2 separate regions of the Ovis aries genome follow, and region 1 is linked to region 2. Evidence: chromatin contacts called from public Hi-C data. All regions are on one chromosome and are shown on one strand. Each heading gives the region's core, a stretch centred on a gene start, on an enhancer-like site or on the middle of the called end of the contact. The rest is flanking DNA. Distances are from core to core; before and after follow the strand shown. Region 1 has its middle 28 kb from the start of CYTH3. Region 2 overlaps CYTH3 (cytohesin 3).

Evidence for each region. Hi-C and Micro-C count contacts between places; a contact is called where the count stands out from the background.
Region 1: a Hi-C map of mesenteric adipose tissue shows a contact between it and region 2, with 4 times the contacts expected there. The contact joins two enhancer-like sites. A contact is called at or near these places in 12 of 16 Hi-C or Micro-C datasets (blood, mesenteric adipose tissue, mixed tissues and 5 more).

The regions. Positions count from the first base shown.
Region 1 is chr24:38,648,936-38,654,220 of ARS-UI_Ramb_v3.0, reverse strand. No RefSeq gene overlaps it. Among named protein-coding and RNA genes, the nearest start is that of CYTH3, 28 kb to the right of the region's middle. Within about 2 kb of position 3,435, at least 14 of the 54 cell types and tissues checked have an H3K27ac peak or open chromatin away from gene starts, as enhancers often do.
Region 2 is chr24:38,557,681-38,562,411 of ARS-UI_Ramb_v3.0, reverse strand. CYTH3 (cytohesin 3) reads left to right here. Exons shown (of 14, transcript XM_060405726.1): 10 at 165-276; 11 at 4,058-4,134; 12 at 4,217-4,288; 13 at 4,367-4,521. Among named protein-coding and RNA genes, the nearest start is that of USP42, 48 kb to the right of the region's middle. Within about 2 kb of position 2,956, at least 7 of the 54 cell types and tissues checked have an H3K27ac peak or open chromatin away from gene starts, as enhancers often do.

The sequences.
Region 1 (5,285 bases), core at 2,186-4,685, 91 kb before region 2:
TGTATTTGGAAATGAAATGTCCACTTCTAAATGATGGGCAGGTCTAAGAAGGCATAACAAGGAAAATTAGGAAATATTCTTAAATTTTAACTGAAATATATAAAATCTAAAATTCAGTTCTCACTCACGGTAGCCACCTTTCAAGGGCTCGACGGCTAGAGGGACTCGTGGCCACTGCTTCGGGCAGTGCAGAGAATGACCGTTTCCACCGTCACGGAAAGTTCTGCAGGACAGTCTGTTACAGACAGACATGTGACAATTCTGCTTCTTCAAGATCTTTACTATGACATGGTGTGTGATTTTTTTTTTTTTTTTAACTCTTAACGCCCATCTCTGTAAGACAAAAACCCCATTCTCCTGAAGTGGGGGAAAAGATCACAAGTTTGCACATGGTTTCCTGTACGTGTTTGCTCTACAGAAAGGGATTGTCTTAGGCTTTGCCTTTTAATCTTATTCACGAGTGTATCAGTCAGGGTTCTCCAAAGAAAACAGAACCAGGAGGCTATTCATGGATACAGAAGAGATTTATTATGGGAATTGGCTCACGCAATTGTGGAGGCTGAGGAACTTCCCTGGCAGTCCAGTGGCTAAGACGCTGCACTCCCAATCCAGGGGTCCCTGGTTCGATCCCTGCTCAGGGAACTAGATCCCACATGCTGTAACTAAAAGATCCTACATATTGCAACTGAGATCGAAGAGGCTGTATGCCTCAACTAACACCTGGGGCAGCCAATCAATCAATAAATAGCGCCACCCCCCCGAAAAATGATGGGGGCTGAGATATGTTATGATATACCATTCATAAAGCTTCAATACTTTGGCCAACTAATATGAAGAGCTGACTCATTGGAACAGACCCTGATGCTGGGAAAGATTGAAGGCAGGAGAAGGAGACGACAGAGGATGAGATGGTTGGATGGCATCACCAACTCAGTGGACATGAGTTTGAGTACGCTCCGGGAGATAGTGAAGGACAGGGCCAGTCCACAGGGTGGCAGCAAATCAGACAGAACTTAGCGACTGAACAACAATGTGCCATCCATGGACAGTGGGTGGCTTAACACTCTTGGACCAGAAGTTGGAGCTCCGATGTCCAAGAGCAGGACACAATGGATGTTCCAGCTCAAGAAGGGGACAGAAGAGCCTTCCTCTGTCCTTTTCGTTTCCTGTCTGGACCCTCAGTGAATTGGGTGATGCCAGCCCAATTTCAGCCCATCTTTACTGTCTACTGATTCGAATGTTAATCCCTCCCAGAAACACCCTCAGAGATACACCCAGAAATAATGTCTCACCGGCTCTCTGGGCGTGCGTCCCTGGGCCCAGTCAAGCTGACACATAGTTGACCTTCGCAACAAGACTGTCCTCATTCTCTCTGAATGAAACACATGGATGCTGAACAAGCACCAGGTTGCCTGTAAGGCCTTCCGTGATGGAGACTGGCATTACCTCTTTGTCTTTATTTTCTATGATTTTGAATATTTTAAATTATTTAAAAATTTTTAAAGCAAATTTATTTTTTAATTGAAGGAAAATTGCTTTACAATATTATGTTGGTTTTTGCCATACAACAGAGTGAATTGACCATAATTATACATATATCCCTCCCTCCTGAACCTTCTTCACCTCCCCTGCGCCACCCCTCTAGGTCATCACAGAGTACCAGTCTAGGCTCCCTGTTGTTTTTTTTTTTAATTTTTATTTTTTTTTAATAATTTTGTTTTCAAATTGAAGTATAGTTATTTCCAGTATTATATTAGTTTCAGGTGTACAGCATTGATTAAATTACATATATATATATGTATATACTTGTATATATATGTATATATATGTATATATATGTGTGTATATGTATGTATGTATAAATATATGTATATATATATTTATGTGTTACTGTATCTAAGGGCTTCCCAGGTGGCTTGGTGGGTGAAGAATCCGTTTGCAATGAAGGAGATGCAGGCAGATGCGGGTCTGATCAGATGGCATTTCCCAGATGGCGCTAGTGGTAAAGAACTGTCTGCCAGTGCCGGAGATGTAAGAGACATGGGTTCGATCCCCGGGGTCGGGAAGAACCCCTGGAGGAGGGCATGGAACCCACTTCAGTATTCTTGCTTGGAAAATCCCATGGACAGAGGAGTCTGGTGGGGAATAGTGCATAGAGTCGAAAGGTTCGGATATGACTGAGTGACTAAGCTGTCTCTCTCTATATCTATTTATCTGTGATACCTGTTATATTTATCTCTCTATATATAACATATATCCTTTTTCATATTCTTTTCTATTATGACTTATTACAGGATATTGAATACAGGTCCCTGTGCTATATAATAGGATCTTGTTATTTCTCTATGTTGTATACAATAGCTGGCATCTGTTAATCCAGAGCTCCTACTATTATCCCTTCCTCCCTTTCCCCTTTGGTAACTGTGCATTTGTTTTCTGTGTCTATCTTGTAAATAAATTCATTTGTATCTTTTTTTTTCTTAGATTCCACGTGTAAGCGATGTTTCATGATATTTGTCTTTCTCTGTCTGACTTCACTTCGTGTGATAATCTCTAGGTCCATCCATGTTAAATGGCGTTACTTCCTTCTTTCTCGTGGCTGAATAATATGCCACTGTGTGTGTATACCACATTTTCTTGATCCATTCATCTGGTTGGGCTGCCTCCGTGTCTTGATTTTTGTAAATAATGCTTCTGTGATCCCCAGGGTGCATGAATCTTTTCGAATCAGAGAAAAACTGTATTTTAGAATGAAGAACCTTCCCCCTGACCTTTCTGTGCTGAATTCCAAGCGTTTTATTGTCCAGTGGCCATGGGTCTTGACGTCTCTTTCAATCTTGCACCTCTGGAAACATGTCATCTTGTAGGAGGCTGTCACCCAGCCTGGGTCTATAGGAGAGGGGTGTGTGCTACAGGTCAGACTCGGGTTGGAAGCGCGACCTTGGTGCTCGAGTTCACTGGGGTCGAGACGATTCATGGGAACATCCTGTACCGACCCCCTGCAGAGCCACGTGGGGACTCAGAACGTGAGAGAGGACAGCGTGAGGCATGGAGGCGGGTCTCGGAAGCCATTGCCCCTAGACCTTCGGCCCCTTCCAGCTCCAGGCTGGACTCGGCCTCCCCCTCATCACCTCTAAAAATAGGATTTGGAAGTTCTCCCCCGTGTGACATAATGCATCTCTGGATCACAGGCAGGAAGTGAATGCTTTCCTGCCAGGCCAGCCGGGTCCCCGGGAGGTGGGCTGGGAGAGACATTCCTCTTCTGTTTCACCATAGACCGTTTCGGGGCACTTACTCTAAGCCTGCTTTCTTCAGTCTGAAAACACGGCTTCTCTTTGAAATTACGCAGCAAAACAGACGGCCTGGTTCTGGGTGATCCTGGATGTTTAGATGTTATGAACAACGTGTAGTCGAGTATGAGTCATCATCCCCTCCGCCTGCCGGAACTCTGTCCTGGGCTTGGGGGGACGCGTAAAAGCGGTGAGGGCATCTCAGGGAACGCACGCAGAGCCTCCAGCGATGAGCACAGACAGCAGAGTTTGGCTCCTTGACCCAATGGGTGCTGAAGAATTTGGTGAAACAGACTGGAGCTGGCGGGTCGAGGCTCGCGGCGCAGGATAACAGGGATACTGGTTTTCCGGGATCGGCAGTGAGAAGCGAAGGTTTTCAGTGCCTTGCAGCTGCGCATCAGGTTCTAAGGGTGAGCAAGACAGGAGTTGTTCTGTCCATCCGCGGGTTGGGGAGAAAAGTGACTCTCAGACCTGTGAGTGCTGAGGAATCTCCCAGGGGCTGCGGGGCATCCCGGAAGTGGCTCTCAGACCCCTGTTCACTCCCCGGCCAGTGCCCTGGATACGGACCGGTGCTTCTAACACAGGAGCCTCCGCTCAGCCCAGCTAACTGGTTCACGGAGGCTTGCCAAACGCCTGCGGGAAGCCGGCCAGGCCTGTTCCAGGAGCTGCAGTTTGCAACAGACGACTCTTTTGAGATGCTGTTTCTGGGCTGATGGAGCAGGGTGTCACCTCTCTGTCCTGGGCAGAGACTGGAGCACCCCTAAACCCCTTGTCCTTCCAACCCATGAGATCCAAAGCTCCCCAGTCTTGGATGAAGCCAGCCCTCCGACACCTCTGCCCTTTAAAAGCAGAGAGGCTGACAGTCTGGTCCCGCCTGTGCCCTGGCCTGCACCCCTCTCGCCCAGCGGCCCCCGAGCTCTCATTGCGTCATCCAAGTCCTTCCTCCCCTCTGTGGCTGAGGGCCATTTCCTGCCGCCGCCCTGAACACCAGCACCAGCCTTGCGCTCCTTTCCTCAGCTATTTGCCCAAGAAAGACCCTTCTTGTGTGTGCCCGCTGTTGATTCAGTCATGTTCAACTGTTTGTGACCCCGTGGACCATAGCCTGCCAGGTTCCTCTGTCCATGGGATTCTCCAGGCAAAAATTCTGGAGTGGGTCACCATGCCCTCCTCCAGGGGAATCTTCCCAACCCAGGGATCGAACCTGCATCTCTTACGTGTCCTGAATCGGCAGGCAGGTTCTTTACCACTTGTGCCAGCTAGGAAGCCCAAGACCCTTTTCACTGCCCTCAGCTGTCTAAAACAAACTGTGAAAACAAACAGGGAACAAGAGATGAGAGTCAGGTTTTGCTCCGCTGCTTGAAGTAATTTGTTATAAGTTCTAATGGAAGCAAAACCCCACTCAAGATGATAAATGGGGGGAAGCCACAGTAATTGGATTTGCTGTTAAGTGGGTGTATTGCTACCAAATTGGACAGAAAATTACTGGGGACTCTTGGAGTGAGGATGATGGCGTCTCCGATGGTGGGGATGGGGCCTCGCCCTCCCTCTCTCGCTTCTTCCCGGTTGGCTGCAGCCTCCATGTTTTCCCCGAGGTTCCTGGGTCCCTGCAGACCATCTGGCTCTCGGGGGCACCCAGCCCGCCTGGTGGTCGCAGCCTGGCACTTTTGTTTTTTTTCCAATTCTGACTCTGATTGCTCGAGATTCCCCATCGGATCCCCATCAGATCAGACAGTTGCCACACTTCCCGTCATCACCCGCCCCCCAAACAGGAGTGCTTGTTGTGTTGAAGATGTCACTGTTTTTACTGTGGGGGAAAAGGAGTATACAAGCTGGCAAGGAAGAGAAAACGGGGGTGGGGAGGTACTATTTAATGGGGTGGAGTTTCAGCTGGGGTCAATGTCTGAGCTCTGCAGATGACCGTGTGGATGGTTGTGCGACAGGGTGAATGGACTCAAAGCCCCTGAACTGGACGCGTACAGATGGCAAACGTCATGT
Region 2 (4,731 bases), core at 1,707-4,206:
GGTCCGTGTCCCCCTCGTCCCGTCCCCACCTCTGCTCAGGAGCGTCAGGCCCTGCCTTTGCGCCCAAGTCGACGGCCTTTAGAGGGGCCCTGGGCGCGCCCTGGGGGGCTTCGCGGGGCGGCTGGTGGCGCTCGGCCTGAGCCCCGGCCGCCCTCCCTACGCAGAACCTGTACGAGAGCATCAAGAACGAGCCGTTCAAGATCCCCGAGGACGACGGCAACGACCTGACGCACACGTTCTTCAACCCCGACCGGGAGGGCTGGCTCCTGAAGCTGGGTGAGCGGCGGCGCCGGGGGCGGGACCCCGCCGTGGCCCCTCCGCCCGCGCCCGCGCCGCAGCCCCCGCGGCGCCCGGTGCGCCTCCCCGCGCGGCCGGAGGCGGCGGCTCCCCGAGGTCCCCGCACAGCGGCCCCTGGCGGCCAGGCGCGCCCGCGCGGCGTCTGCTCGGGCGGCCGCGCCGCCCCCGGGCGCCCGCCGCCTCTCTTGGTTCGGTGTGGCTGACTTTCGATGCGTGGTTTAAATGTGCCTTCTTGTTGTTTTCCTTCTGCCTGTGGCTCCCACCTTTCTGTTCTGTGATGGGCTGTCCCTGCTTGTCCTGCGTAGGAGGTACGTACCCAGCGGCTTCCTGCCCTTTGCCAGCTGCTCTCTCTTCTCCTGTCTCTCTGTCGGTTCGTGTGAAGCTCCGACTTGCTTGCCATCCATCTGGCCCTCGTGGCTTCAGACGTGCCGGGCTCACTTCATCCTCCACGCAGGGCAAGGTGCCGCGGCCGCGTCGCCCCTCCGCGGCTGGGCGAGGAGTGAGGGACCGAGGCGCGTGGAGATGCCGGGCGGAGACAAGCTCGCCCCTCCGCGTCCTTGGCCCTGAGCACATCGCCCGCCGCCCATCCCGCTAACCAGGCAGTGCGTGTTTGCACCACCTGTGCAGAGTCTAGGCGCGTGTGTTAGAACACGGGTGCTCTTGTCTGACCTCGGGAGCTAAGCAGGGCCAGGCCTGGTTAGTACTTGGATGGGAGAAGCGTGTTAAGAACCTCTTGACTATTGACAAACAAGCAGAAGAGCATTTATATATTCTGGGCCATCTTAGGGCTCCGTAGGGAGTTATCATTCTCTTGGAGGTTGAGATTCCTTCTTCTGGTGACATTAGAGCCTGTGAGATGAGCCAGATGACGCAGGCACTCTGCAGACAGTGTGTCAGACACCAGGGCCTACAGGAATGCTGGTGGTTTGAGTCTTTAACCAAGAGGGGATGAGCGTGGGCCTGGTGACAGTGTGGCCAGTGTAAGAGTGTGTAGCGTGGGGCGGCTGTCCTGATTTGGGATATAGCTCTCACCTTTCTCTGGCTGTGCCAGGGTTCGGAAGACTTTTGGATCTTTGCCTAAAAAGCCAGAAGCGTAGCAGTGGCCCTGGGTAATGCCTGAGTGACCTTCCAGACACACCTGGCTTTGAGATCCCATCCAGCCTGTGGGCCTGGGATGAGGGCCCAGGGAAGGTGCCCAGAAGAACAGCAGCTGCACTTGGGCTCTTCCTGTTCTCTGTCGCCAGCAAGGGCCCCCCCGGGGTGGTGACAGCACAGGCCTGCCTGGCAGCCAGGGTGCCCCCAGTGCCCCTTGGGTGACTCTAAAGACTGAACTAGATGTCTGACACCAGGGCTCGTGTTCCAGCCTGTCATCTGGTCGAGCAGATGACCGGACCACAGCATTGGGGCAGGGCACCGACAGGCACAGGGCCGGCTGGTGCCCGGGAGGGGCCAGGGGCCCAGGGCTTGCTGCTCACCCGTTCCCGCGGCCCCCGCTCTGTCCTCAGACCCAAGGCTGAGGGCTACAGAGCTGGTGACAGCACAGGTCGCACCTGCAGCCCGGAGCCTCAGCCCCTGGGGCTGTTCTGCTCTCAGAGCTGTTAGCGTCCCCCAAGGTGTCCAGTGCACAGCTGGCTGGTCAGTGCGCCAGACTCCTGCCTACGGTTCTGACCCCATGAAGGGTCCCTGGGTGTCGGTCCCCTAGGGACCCAGGAGGCGGGTGCTGAGGCTTTGTTAGGCTGGGCCTGGGTGCACACCTGTACTTAGTGAGGACACACAGCCCTAGGCCCCTGAACGGCCTACACACACACGCAGGCAGAGAAGCCAGAACTGTGGCCGTGCGTGTGCTAAGTTAGGAACTGGAGGTCCTAGCATGACCTCGCTTGGGGGTTTGTTGTCGTAAGTTAATCTTAAAGGAGACCGTGCTTTCAGGAGGCCAGGGTGCCCCGCCAGAGCAGAGCCTGGTGATGAGCTTCATGATGGTCCTGTAAATACCGTGTAGTCACTGTGTTTTGAGAGTGAGTCAGATGTGTTAACACAAGAGTTTGGTTGGCACAGAGCTGGCGTGGAGAACAGGCTTGCGTGGTATGCACGAGAGCCCGTGTCTGCTAACAACTATGCAGGCAGCAGGCGTTTACAAAGAGAAAAGGGCTGATTCTATCCATACTAGTCAGGAGCAGCCAGGCTCCTTCCTGCAGGGGTGTGTGTGTCTGTGTGTGTGTCTGTGTGTGTGTCTGTGTGTCTCCTTGTCCTGAAGCCCAGTCACAAACACATGCTTGGGCAGAGCTGGTCCATCTCCTGCAGCAAAACCTGCTGGAGCTCAGAGACCAAGAGTGTCACCGCCGCCACCCTGTAAGGGGGCTTGGGGCTGGGCCAGGCTCAGGGGTCCACCTGACCACACACCTCTGTCTCAATGCCCACTGCCCCTGGCCCAAGAGGCTCCCCTGGTCTCAAGACCTGGACCAGGGGTTGGGTTCCTCCAGACGTGCCACTGAAGTTGGGTGTAGCAGGGCAGGAGTCTAGGTGCAGAAGAGTCTCGAGGCCTTCCAAGAGAACAGAGATCCCTGCCCATGGTTCGAGACACACCTTGAGGGGGTGGAGGCCTTGGGGGTTGGAGGCATGAAGGGGCCTCAGGGTCTGAGGGCCCCCAAGGACAGTGGAATTTGGACAGATGCTTCTGACGGGGATGGAAAGTGAGATTAGGGGAGCAGGGGAATCTGGGGACCCTCTTCACGGCATAACTGAGGCTGCCGCCCCACACACCTGCCCTGCCTGCCCAGCCAGCCTGTGGCCATCATGAGGACAGACATCTCATCAGTGACCCAAGGGTGAGGGTCCCAGTCTCTGAGGACCCCTCAGTGGCACTGAAACCACAGACGGGGCTCCCTCCCTGCAGCTGGGTGTCTGCGTGTGTCTCTTCCCCCCATATCTCCCCAAATGTCAGGCCTTGTGCCTCAATTTCTGGATAGCCTTCATGTCCCCCCATGTCCCTGTCTGGGCTCCTCAGTTTCAGGGACCAGGTCCGTGACCCTCAGCCACAAGGGTCTCCCCTGTCTGCACCAGGGAGCCAGGGGGCGGGGCAGCTGCTGCTTACCTCATGCTGGTGGGTCGCAGACATCTGTCACCAGGCGCACGTTCTCTCTTTCAACTTTTGTTTTTAAACGTCATGTCGGAAGCAGAGACTAGAAATAGAAAAGGAAGCCAGTTGGTTTCTACTGAATATTTGAGAGTGAAAGATTTCTTTTCTGTAGTTTGAGGAGAGTGGGTGCAGATGAGCTGTGTGTGTGCATGTGTGTCCCAGATCTTGTTATGAGATTAATTCAATCTAATAATTCCCTGGGCCAAGGCCATAATCGATTTTGATGGATCCCAGGGCTGCCCCAGGTCCTCAGTAATGCGATGACGGTCCTGACGTAACGGGATTAAGTCCTGGACAGACCGGCAGCGGCGCTGACTTCATCCTGTTGTCATTTCCATGTGGGGAAATTAAGACCATTCATCACGACTAACTCTTCCAGGAAGCAGACTTGGGAAACGCTCGGGTCATCTGGGTGCCCTGCAGGCGGGCGGGGGTGCATGCGGGCCCCAGCAGCCACGGGCAGGCCAGGCCGCACACCATGGCCAGGATCTGGGGCAGAATGTGAAACGTTTTCACGAAGGACGAAGTGTAAAAGCCAGCTCGGCCCCAGTGGCATTTCTGAAAAGCACAGTAGCTCGTGTAGGGCTTGCTCTGCCCAGACTCACAGGGTCCCTCTGCTCTTAGGGGGGCGCGTGAAGACCTGGAAGCGGCGCTGGTTCATCCTCACCGACAACTGCCTCTATTACTTTGAATACACGACGGTAAGCGCAGGGCTGCGGGTCCTCCAGGTCGCGGGACCCTCGGCGGGTGCGGGGGAGGCTGGCTGAGCGCTTTGTCCCGCAGGATAAGGAGCCCCGGGGAATCATCCCGCTGGAGAACCTGAGCATCAGGGAGGTGGAGGACCCGCGGAAACCCGTAAGCTGGCTTCCCCGCCGCCCGCCCTTCCCTCCCGCTCCCCCAGCACCAGGTGACAGTCGTGTCTGTCTCCACCAGAACTGTTTCGAGCTGTACAACCCCAGCCACAAAGGGCAGGTCATCAAAGCCTGTAAGACAGAGGCGGACGGCCGGGTAGTGGAGGGCAACCACGTGGTGTACCGCATCTCGGCGCCCAGCCCGGAGGAGAAGGAGGAGTGGATGAAGTCCATCAGGTGCGCCCGGGCCCGCCGGGCGGGGCCTGTGCTGTGGGCGTGTCAGGGGCGGGGCCTGTGCGCTAGGTAGGCCGGGAGGGTCGGGCTCTCGTCTGGTCGGGGCGGGTGAGGCCCGAGCTGGGGCTGTCAGAGGGGCGGGGCTGTTGTCGAGCGCGAGTGGCGCTCTTGATGGGGCCTTGTGTGTAGGACTGCCCCGCCCATCCTAACCCA